Linked DNA regions of Triticum aestivum: region 1 is linked to region 2. A link is a contact called in public Hi-C data. All regions are on one chromosome and are shown on one strand. Each heading gives the region's core, a stretch centred on a gene start, on an enhancer-like site or on the middle of the called end of the contact. The rest is flanking DNA. Distances are from core to core; before and after follow the strand shown.

What was found. A called contact is a pair of places that touch in the nucleus more often than the background predicts.
Region 1: a Hi-C map of leaf shows a contact between it and region 2, with 4 times the contacts expected there. The contact joins the promoter of LOC123182409 here to the promoter of LOC123182406 in region 2. A contact is called at or near these places in 4 of 5 Hi-C or Micro-C datasets (leaf and an unstated tissue) and 1 of 1 datasets of contacts at active chromatin or transcription factors (leaf).

What each region holds. Positions count from the first base shown.
Region 1 is chr1D:405,176,025-405,182,014 of IWGSC CS RefSeq v2.1, forward strand. LOC123182409 (probable prolyl 4-hydroxylase 4) reads left to right here and starts at 1,289. Exons shown (of 17, transcript XM_044594961.1): 1 at 1,289-1,455; 2 at 2,344-2,425; 3 at 2,523-2,598; 4 at 2,941-3,000; 5 at 3,105-3,192; 6 at 3,269-3,373; 7 at 3,757-4,366; 8 at 4,685-4,878; 9 at 4,957-5,065; 10 at 5,196-5,344; 11 at 5,767-5,968. The coding sequence starts at 1,418.
Region 2 is chr1D:404,963,809-404,969,800 of IWGSC CS RefSeq v2.1, forward strand. It overlaps LOC123182406 (E3 ubiquitin-protein ligase SIRP1), which reads right to left and starts at 1,447. Exons shown (of 2, transcript XM_044594955.1): 1 at 1,152-1,447; 2 at 1-362. The coding sequence starts at 312.

The sequences.
Region 1 (5,990 bases), core at 39-2,538, 210 kb after region 2:
GGTGGCAGGGTGGAACAAGCACGCAGGGTCGCGGATTTCTCTGCTATGTGTCAACCGCCGGCTCCGAGCGCGGCGGCTCTACTGCTGGTAAGGTGTTCGTTGAAATGCCAAAGAGAGAGAGGAGGGGAGGAAGAAGAAGGTTGGTGATGACGTGTGGGTCCCACCTGTCAGAAAGGCGTTTATAAGAGGCGAATCGGGCACTTTACAGACATGGTAGTTTTTAGTCAAAGATTAGACAAATAGTGGTAGTTTTCCGCACAAAAACGTAAAGTGGTAGTTTTCTGTCACGTGTCCGTGAAATGTGGTAGTTTTTGGTTAAATACTCTAATGTGCAAGGTTACCATAATTGACCTTTTATAATCACCCGTTCTAATTTCTTTTGTCGCTGTCATTTGATGCCACCGATTCCCATCGAGCGTGTGAGCAAAACGCCGTGGCGCGAGGATTACCATGTAATATAGATGACGTTTGTAGAAAATAAATTCGACAACCTAAGGACCATGAGGTGGTGGTGGTGTGCAGCAATCAGACCAATCAAGGCTAATTAGTGCTGAACAGTGCAAAAATGGACCAGATACATGGTCGTCACGCCCACGCTGTGTCCCCCTAGTATGGGGCTTGTCTACGCCCCTTGTGATGTGCACGCCGCTAATCATGACAATATATATTTAACCAATGTGACGGTTTATTATTCAAAAAATAATGTGACAATTTATTCTTCATATTGCGACATAAGCTCAAAGTGTCGCTTTTCCCCTTGCCACGAGAGCGATTTATTATCCAGTTCCTAAGTTTATTTTGAGATGTGAGCCTAAATCTTCTATGTGTATATCGTCCTGATGCTTTGGCAAGTAATCAATAAAAAATACTTGTATTTTTTGAATAAGATAAAATAAGCAGTAGGTAAAACGCGGTTTGTTCCAGAAAAAAAAGAAGATATTCACCCCTCAACCTTTGACATGCTCCACATTTGAACCCTAGACCGGGGTGCTGAGCCTGTCCGAGTCGCTCTTCAGAACCAGTCCTCTCAAGCCCCACCCGCCCTATGTGGCGCCAAAGTACTTGAGCGCAAACACTATTGTTTGAGATTGCTATGCTTTTTTTCTGGTCTGTGAAGAACCACTACCTGGAAATGGAATGATTCAACCAAAAGCCAGCCATGGCCTTGTAAAGAAAGCTTCAGACACGGAACCAACGAAGCACCACATAAAAGAAGCTTCCCCTTTTGTCCTTGTGTCCACCGTTGACCGGCAGCAGACAACGAGAGGTTCCAAGCCCGACTCAACCAACCAACGAACCCAAACCGCCTCCACCACCACCTTCCCTCCGCCGCGCGCCAAAACCCAATCAATCCGGCCGCACGTGCGCCGCCCAAGCTCCTCATTCCCTCCCATGGTCCACCACCACCGCCGTGCTCATGCCGCGTCGTGCCGCCCGTAAACAAACGCCGCGGAGGTGAATTCTTTTTTCTCTCAAGAGGGACGACGCCGCTGCTGCGCACAGTAGTACGGGACAGTTGTCCGGGGAGAATAGTTTAATTCTCCGGGCCGGGTGCGGGGTGCGGGGCCGGCCTAGGTAATGGCCGCCGTGCCCTCCTCGACCGTCCTCCTCCCGCACCTGCAGACCCCGCCCCGGCTTCCAGGGGTCGTCGTCTCCGCGCCGCCGCTCCTCTTCTCCCCTCTATCCGCCTCGCCTTTCTTGTCGCGGCCTTCCCGGTGGTTAGGGGGAGGAGTCGTTGGGCTACCTCCTTCTTGGTTAATTTAGGAGGAGGGCCCTGCGCCTCTGGTGGGGGAGGAGGGATTCAGTCCACGGCTCTCCCGGGCGGCGCTGCGGTGGCCGGATTTGCCGGTGGCGGCAAAACTGCTGCCGATTCGGTGGGTTCCTCGCTGCTGTGATGTCTGTTTCATTTCATCCTGTTCTCTCTCCTGTTCATCCCTGTCTCTCTGTTGCGAGCTGTAATGTGCAGTGGATTCTCAAGATCCCGTGTGTCAGATACAGATAGGTAGCCTACTTTTTGGAAAGGGCGTGCTTTGTGGATGTGGGGGCTGTTTTTGATGTGAAAGGCTTCTGTTTACTTTTGCTTGGGTCATGTGTCTGTTCTTCAAATCTAGCTAGAGTGAAGGAATTTGAATTTGAATTTGAGCAACGATTTAGATCCAGCAAGTTCTTTTGGGGTGTAAATATTCTCCTTTATTTCCTTTTTTTTTTAATTTTCTGGGACAAGCACATGTACATGCTTTCTTTCCCCTATTTACTTGTGCTGATGTCAGCGTTCATCTAATTAGTACTGTATTTCCTTGAGATGAACCGCGCAGTTTAATTTCTAGCCAATAATGTGGTCAGATTTGAGCCTGGAATAATAAGCTTCGGTTGTTTTCGGCGGACTTCAAAGCGAATGGCGTTTCCAGATGATGAAAAGATGAAGGTATGTGTCTCTTGTTTCACCCCATTTTGCTCCTCTTTCTTAGTTTCAGAGATACATCATTGACTTAAGTATTTGGCTTTACATCATTGTACTCTAGGGCTGTCGTCCAAAGATATTCGGGGCGAAAGATAAGAAAGCCGCAAAGAAGACAGACCGTCCAAGCTCCTCCGCTGGTAGTTAATCTTAATTCTTTTGGAAGCTGAATAACTGAGTCACTGTCTTGTAGCAACGTGATCACAAGTAATAAATAGATGAGCGAATTTTATCAAAATTTAGCTCATCTGGGTTCAATTTTTTTGGTTAAGTTGGTTGTCAGTTCATTAAGTCCATTGAGCCTCTGTCAACTCCGTATAATCAGTGCTATGAAGAAGCAGCCAGTTCGATGGAATATGCTACAGTAGAATTCATGTGTTCAAGATTCAAGAATTACACATTTTTACATTTTGTATCTAATTCGTTACAATGTTAGAAGGATTTCGTGATGATACTGTTCCATGTTCTCTTGTCATCTGTAGTTAAGTCTGCACCAAGCTCCTCCAAGGCACAATCTTCTTCCCCATTCAGACCACTTTCAGGTAGTTTTCTATCTGGCACTTTGCTGCACTGGATCACTCTTTCGATGCTGCTGGTTTTATTTGACTGGCTTATTCTTGTGTTTCTTTGGACGAATTGGAAGCAGAAGTTAGGAGCATGCGCGAAGTTCGGAGCATGCGTCTGAGCCATTTTCTAGCCCGTTCTCCAAGTGTCATAAAAACTGAATCTTTTAGGTCAGGTCAAACAGCCAAACTTGCATTTTCAGTTATGTGGTCTCTTGAATTTTATTTAAATTCACTCATCATACAGGGTATTTATTTCTACATGGAACGTTGGAGGAAACACACCTACCGCTGAGTTGAATCTGGACGACTTCATTCCTGCAGATGACCACTCAGATATTTATGTTTTAGGGTATGTAATCCATCTGTTTCTCGCAGTTCTGAAATGTATGCCTGTCAATTCTAGTAGTTGCAGACTTGCGGTGCCGAAAATTCATAGAAGAATACACAGTGATCGACTTACATACTTTCTGTACATTTCACTTCCCCTATTCGTAAACTTGTACTTTGGGTGTTATTGACATTCTGGCATTTAATCGTTATCACAATAAGCTGTATTAATAAAAAACAGTAGGTTATCCTTTCCTTTTTTTTTGTTTCTTACAGTCCTTTGGGTGTTATTGACATTCTGGCATTTAATCGTTATCACAATAAGCTGTATTTTCCTTGGAGTTAAATTGGCTTGTTTTAGTGAACAGACAACATTCTTACGTCTTTTTTCTATCCTTCACACAGTTTTCAGGAAATTGTCCCTCTCAATGCTGGCAATGTGCTTGTGATCGAAGACAACGAACCAGCTGCAAGATGGCTTGCTCTTATAAACCGCACGTTAAACAGAACAGTTGACGGGGATGCTGATATCTTCTGTCACAAGCCATCTCTATCCCTTGATTCAACCTCTTCTCGATCTTCATCGAACCTTGATGCTTCTTTCTCCAACCGCTCTGGTTCTGCAATCTTCCAGTCCTCCTTAAAATCTATCAGGAAGCCTTACATGCCAACTCAGAGAAAACTGCTCAAGATCTGCAACTGCTCAGTTGAAATGCCCAGGAAATCCTACAAAGATGCTTGCTTTGGATGCCCACAAGCACACATTAATGAGACCGACTCTTCGGAAGAAGATGAAGTTGATGACAGATCAAATAATGCTTCTGGTTATGTGGTTGATGGAGTGATTTCGTCTGCTTCTGCCTCTAGTGATCAGCTAAAATATAACCTCGTATCTTGCAAACGAATGGTTGGTATTTTTGTTACAGTATGGGCAAAGAAAGAACTAGTGCCGCATATCGGTCATGTGAGGACATCATGTGTAGGCCGTGGAGTAATGGGTTATCTTGGAAACAAGGTTAGAACTGAATCTGTATTCAAGTAATTCCTTTTCATTATGCAAGGTGTGGCATGCCCTAAATTTTTATGGAACTAAAGATGCGAGATACAGAGTAAAATGTTATGATAGTCGCAAAGACATTAACAAAGACAATTATGTAGTACTATGCTAATGCTCTGTTTCTCATATCATGTTCTTTATTGGCATTCAATATTTGGCTTCAACAATAATAACTTTCTGCTCGCCAAGAAAACTGAACAGGAAAAAAACTCTGAAGCATCCTGTATGGTAGATCCCTTAGTTCTTTTATGCCATGCACTTACTTTTTGGCTTCAGGGATGTATATCAGTGAGCATGACACTGCACCAGACAAGCTTTTGTTTCATCTGTAGCCATTTGGCTTCAGGTGAGAAAGAAGGCGATGAGTTGCGGCGCAACTCAGATGTTCTAGAGATACTGAGGGCCACACAGTTTCCAAGAATTTGCAGAAGAGCTGGGCAAAGAATCCCTGAAAAAATTATTGACCATGAGTAAGATACTAATGCTACAATTATTTTAAAGCTTTTATTGTATTGTGCTATATCTGATTAATGTGCTATTTATTTTAGCCGGGTGATATGGTTGGGGGATCTGAACTACCGTATTTCCTTGAGCTATGAAGATACCAAGAAACTTCTGACTGAAAATAACTGGGATGCCCTTTTTCAAAAGGATCAAGTAAGCACCTAAAAAATGGCGCCCATTTTTTGTAATTAGTTGAGCGCAACTCAATTTCCCCAACGAGGAACTAAACAACTAAAGTAATGGAATGAGAAAAGGCTTGACTTTTTAGAATTTTCATTTTCAGCTTAACACTGAGCGTGATTCTGGAAGGGTATTCAGGGATTGGAGCGAAGAGAAGATATATTTTGCCCCCACATACAAGTACACTTTTAACTCAGATTCTTATTCTGGAGAAACTGCAACCTCAAAGAAAAAGAGGAGAACCCCAGCCTGGTATTTATCTTGTTCATATTAATTCGTTTTATCTTACAAATAACTCCTACTTTAGAAGCTATGATAACCTTTAGTAGTATTAATAATTAATTATGACCGTATGACCACAAATTATATATATACCTGTGTACGACTTCAATAATCATGCATGCCCATCTTTGTGTGCCAGAAGAAGCTTAGACATAGTTTGTTCTCTTGAGATGAAATGAGGTACATTAGCTCAAGCATATTGGTTACAGTCGTGGAAGCAAAAACAATAGAACTATTCACATCATCACATAACTTACAAAGAGGATGTTCAAAAAATCTCAGTCTACATTTCAGTTGATGTATCTTTTTGTCTTGCAACTTAAGGCCTAACTATACAATGAATTATTAATGAGTTATCAATTCGTGTAAGCTAAGTAGTTCAACTTGTTCAGGTGTGATAGAATACTATGGCACGGAGATGGGATTGCGCAGTCATCCTACTTCCGTGGGGAGTCTAAATTTTCTGACCATCGTCCTGTCTGTGGATCATTCACTGTGGAAGTGTATTTGCTGGACGGCAAATCAAAGAGGCGCACATCTAACACTAATATTAGAATTGGTGCTGAAGAGCTCTTACCGACGAGTAAGAATAAGGTTACCAAAGGTGTGCACCTTC
Region 2 (5,992 bases), core at 197-2,696:
ATGGATGCTGTCAAGCACACGGCGCAGTGCCGATGCCCGTCGATGCCTTCTGATGAAACCCTCAAACTCACGGCCTATATCACTATTATCTTCATCATCGCTGTCCCCCGGCGATCCTGCCTGCTCAAAAGGGTTGTCCAGAGGGTCCCACTGAGTTGCCCCTTGCTCTGTCAATGCCTCAACCTGCTCAACGGTCATCTCTTCGACGAACCCACCATCACACAATGGACACTTGAGCTCCTCCACCATGGCCTCCTCGACGGCCTGCTGACATTCATGGCACCAGTACCGCGTGATGTCAGCTTCTGCCATAACGCCAATCCTTCGGTCGGTCAAGCGTAGCACACGAGCAAAAGTCAAATCTGTGAACCGTGCACAATGAGTTAGTTGAAGGGTAATCTGCATAAATCCCCAAGAAAACAACCACACATGATATAATTTGTCATCCATGAGAATAAGTGCAGCATATCAGGAACAATTTTATCAAGAACAAGTGGAACAACATGAGAAGCATGGTGTCCATGCGTGACTAAATTCCACACTGCAATGGCAATCAGGCATATCTCACAAGAGATCAGCATGACGAACAAGAACAAGGAGAAGAACAAAGCTAGGTCTTGCATCTAACACAAAGCTAGCTCTAATTTTTCCGATTCTTTAGGAACAGGAGTGGCAGACAGTCCTAATAATAATTCCTAAAGAGAAGACCCAACTGAAGCCGAGGCGACACCGAGATCCCCGAGAAGGGGAGGCGGAGATCAAGAGCCGGGATTCCCAGCCCAAGAATGAGGTGCCGATTCCATTCTACGGGGAACAGGATGCTATTCCCCCCTGAAAGAAGAGCGAAAACAAGGGACCAATTCGGACACTTCTCAAGATTCACACAACATCGGGCTGCGCTGGAAACAAATTTAGCGGCGAGACCCGCCGTCGATCCCAACCTAAACAAATCCCCGCATAAATCCCCGAACGAACAGGCACCATAATCGATCCTTCGCAACAGAACGATATTATATTATTCGATTCGACGGGAGGGCGATGGAACAGGCTCCGTGTTCTTGATTTGGAGCACGCCGGGACGGATTAGCAACCCCCAAAAAACCCATCTTTTGCTCGAAACTAAGCATCAGGAAAAGGAAGAAGTCGCTGACCTTTGGCTTTTCTCCCGTGGATCGGATTGGATCGGACTGGATGGAGTAGAGGCGGCCCCCCTGCTCCTGCTCCCAGTCCTCCTTTGCTGGAGGTAGGCCAAGGAAGAACAGGAAGGGAGTTGCAGGGCAGGTTAGCTTGACTGGTGGATACTTTACTCCCTGGTCCCTAGAGGTTATCGTCCCTCTCCTTTTCCTTCATCGTCAAGAAAAATACCAGGGAGGATTTTTTTATATCCTCCAGGCGCAAATCTCCAAGAGGAAATAGTTTAGTTTTGGATCCCACCACACCAGCAAAGCGAAGTTTGTTATGGGTTGGAAGCATGCAAAGCTTCTGATCTTTTTAGGGGATCTTTTTATTCAAGTGATTGGGATTGAGGGTTTGGCCGATGGATAGGCCATCGTTTTCATCGTCCGGAGAAGAGTGGACCACCTGTAAACTAGGTGCCTGATGGGTTCTGCCTTATAGCATCTCCAACAGCTGAGCCGAAATTTGTCCTTTTTAGCGCGTGCAATCGATATAGGGGCTTCAGCGAACGAGCAATAAGCGCGCACGGCATATAGAGTTGGGCGCGGTCCGAATCGTCATCGCGAGCTGTGTATTTGGTGCGTCCGCTTCCGCGCGTCGCACTCTCTCCGCCGCGCCACCTTCGCCCCGCCCGCGCCGTCGCCGGCGAATTGACCCGATGGGCGCCCGCGCCGGCACCCCCCTCACCCCTTCCTACACCTGCGACCCCTCCGCCGCCGCCGCAAACCCTAGCGCGGGGAGCTTTGGAGCTACCATGGAGACCATGGAAGTCTTAGGTGGCTTCGGAGCACCTCCGGGCGGCATGGGCGGCATGGGAGGCATGAGTTTTGCGTCTCTCATAGGAGGCATGGGAGCACCTCCGGGCGGAATGTCTTCCGGTGTGCCTCACACACCTTCGCATGAAGATGCCGTTGAAGATCTTGCCAACACCTTCCGAGCTTCACATGATGATGCGGCGCGCGACAATGAAGAGGAGGAGGAAGAATCGTCTTTGGAGGAGGAGGATGAATCGGAGGACGATGAGATGAAGACGAGGACGAGGCTTGATTGTTGATGTGCCATTCGTTGGTGTGAACTTTTGTGTCATGAACTTGGTTCGGATTAAACTTGGTTGGATGATGTTGTGGGCATGAATTTGAACTTGTGGGCATGAACTTTTATGTCATCATGAACTTGTTTGTGTGATTTAAATTATGTCATGTCTTTGTTTTGAATGTTTGAAATTCATTTCGTGTCCAAAATGCAACATATGGCAAGCGCCGGCTGCACGCGCGCTGCATTCGCTCGTGCTGGAGCTACGCGCGCGCTGAAATTTACAGCGGCCGCTGGAGCCAGCGCTCCCTGCCGCGCCAAAACAGATGATCGACGCACTGCAAACGCATTTTTAGCGCGCTGCGCGTTGGGTAGCAGCTGGAGATGCTCTTATTTTGTCGGTGTGCTAGCTAACTTCTGATGGCTTGTTCTGGATTGAGTGTAAAGCGTGAAGGATTCGTGCAAGTTTTGTTTTTGGTTTTGATGATTTGTGGGAAATTTCCAACGATGGTTGGTGCTGCCTGCCTGATGGACCAACCAAAGAAGCATCAAGCGTGAGGTCGCCGTGGCGTGTACAGTGACAGTGTGACACAGAGCGGTCACGTGGTCAGTGGTCCTTGTTTGTCAAACCTTGCGTCTTCAGAGTTAATGGCCGCACGTAGCTCGGGATATGTTGGGCGGATCTCTCCACGTCGGGGTGACATGGCAGCTTGACCCGGGCCACAAGTGCAGCACTTGTGGACTGTTGATCTCAGTTAAATCAATGGGGAGATGGCTCCTTTTGAGAGAAGCTCTGTCTCATTGTTGATTTTCACCAAACTTGGTCATTCGAGGCTTGAACATGGTTGGATTGACTCCAGACTTGGTGGATTCGTTCCACACTTGCAGTGCATCCGATTTGGTTGGTTTGGTCAATTAGATGGGGCACTCGATATGAGAGTGATGTCGTTAGAGCATCTACAGCGGGACACCCTAAATCGGTCTCAAACGTTCGGAAGGGCAAAGGGCCGCGCGAGGAAGTGGTGAATCACCGCTGTCTCCATCTTCAGTTTCAAGTTTTTAATAATCTAGTTTAAATTTGTCCGTCGTTTATGTGAATTATGTGAACTATGATGATCTTTTGGACATCCGTCGGTGATCTTTTGGTGATCGAAATGTGCATTCCTCTGTCCGATTCTATGTGTTATGTGATGATATGCGTTCTTTTTACCTACGTTGCATACTAGTATGGTGAGATATACAGATGTAGACGACATGATTTGAGGAGTGACTGGTCAGTGCCTGCGGACACGCCCAGACGCGTCCGCAGATGTTTGAGGACCCGGATTTGCAGGTCGCGGCTATAGATGCTCTTATATTTGTTTCCCGCAAGGATATAGGTGTGCAATCTTGGGTTATTGTTGACTAGAGGGGTAAAATGTTGGTGGGTTGCCCCGTGGCATAAACTTTGCTAAGTACGGCCTGTCAATGCCAGGGCTCCGCCTCCTCCTCCTCCTCCTCCAAGAAAGGAAGTTAGGGTTCGTGCCTCTCGCCGGCGTCGGCGCAGGTCCGCCTCGTCTCCAGTGGTCCTAGGGCCATGGAGGCGCGGTGGATCCTGGCAAGGGCTGGCGGGAGGGCTTCGTTTTTAGTCGTTTTTTTCAATCTTGTTAGGGTTTATGTCCTATTCAGGAAGGCGAGACGGCGGCGGCTCCCTGAAGATGGAATAAAGGTCTCCCCACCTAGCCCCCGTTCCGGCGGTGCGTCTAGCATCGTTGGTGGGCGTGTGGAGGTGTGTCTCCGGCAGATCTATCTTTGGTGGATTTGCTCGGATCTCGTCGTCTACGTTCGTGTGTCTTCGGTTTGGATCCTTCCGATCTACGTTATTTTTTATCGGTGGCGGTTGCTGTTCTGGGGTGCTGGTCCTATGGGGCCTTAGCACGACGACTTCCCGACTGTCTACTACAACAAGTTGTGCCCGGCTCCGGTGATGGAGGGGCGATGACGGCGGCGCGCCTTCGGCTCGCTTCGGTGCTTGTAGTTGTCGCTAGGTAGTCTACAGATCTGGGTGTAATTTTTATTTCTGGTGTTCGTTGTACTGTCATGATTGAAGATGAATAGATTGAAAGTTTTTCCGAAAAAAAAAGTTGATGGGTTCATCTGAGATCTTTGATAGTAACACGGTGAGGGCTCACCTTACTACATGCCCACCAAGTTTCAAATAATTTCGTTCAACCGTTTAAAAACAACTAGCAAAAGGGTCGTGCGTTGTAATGGAAACAAAAAAAAAATCATAATCTCCAATGGCGATGACCACATTTTGTTCACATGTCATCGCATGATTTTGAAAATTTGTTCACAAATGCAGAAAATGTTTTTTTATTTATTCAAAAATTGAAGCAATGTTCACATTTTCGAAAAAATATCGTGGTTGTAAAAAAACATGGTAATTTAAAGAATTATTCTGAATTTCAAGAAACGTTTCTATAATATTCCGATCCAACCCGGCAGTTAATTCTTCAAAATTCACGCGGGTATATAGTCACAAAGACTCAGAAGCATTATTGTTTAACTACATACCTTCGATCATTCGTGAACATTTTTACAAATTTTGGTACATTTTTTTACTATTTACAAACTTTTTTAAAAATTGTGTACATTTTTTATATTGCAAATGATTTTTAAGCGTTTTCTTTTGGATCAGCTAACAATTCTAGAATAGACAAACAATTTTTTCGAAATTGGTGGATTTTTTTTTGAATTCACGAACATTTTTTGAAATGCATGAATATTTTCTGAATTAGCAAACATTTTTTGAATCAATAAACTCCTTTGTAATTCACGAACTGTTTTTAAAAATTTAGGACATTTTTTAAAATGCGTGAACATTTTTTTGAATTAGCATACATTTTCTTCAATTTCATTAATAATTTTTAATAGGCGGACTTTTTTCAAATTATGTACTTTTCTTATTTTACGAACATTTTTTTTTTCAAAATTGCGAACACTTTTTTGAATATGCGAATATTTATAGAAAAATCCTGAGCATTTTCTGAATTCACAAACATTTTATGTTTTCTTGAACATTTTATTTAAAAATTCTCAGTTTATTTTAAAATTTCAAATTTTTTGAAGTTCCGAAGTATTTAAGTAGAAAATACAAAGAAAGATAAAAATAAAAATAAAAAAGGAACTAAAAAACATGTGCCCACACTTGGGCCGGCCCAAATGGGCGGGCTATGTCTTCTGCAGCGCGCAGAGCGCAGTATAGTAGGTCCTTATGTTTGGGCCGGCCAGGTGGGGATTCCCTGCAAAACTTTTTTTGTCACTTATAGGTGGCATTGGTGGGTAATATTTTGTAACTTTGGGGGCAATCTTAATGACGGACCGTCAGAAGCAATAACCCATTTATTATTATTAGGTAGGTATATAGATTATATGAAAATCGAAGACAGTAGAAACTATATTGGTGGGTTGTGTTATGCACAGTCTTTTGGCATTTGTGTATGGTACTTTTACGTGTCTTACCTTATATATCACTAAAAAATTGAGTGGGTTGGCAACGTGAAAATACAATCCATGGTATTACCAAACAATACTTAGTTATCTAAGAATGATGTTTATGCGACACAAACTCCAATTTAGTCACACGTACAGAAGGGGTAGTGAAATAACTTGCTTGACCACTTTAAAAGAACCCTACATGGTGATTAACCATCCACATATTTGGCTACTGCTGTTGCAACTAAAATCGCTGCCATATAAGTTATCACTGAAATATGCGGTCTTAGTTCTCTGTCGCTGTTGA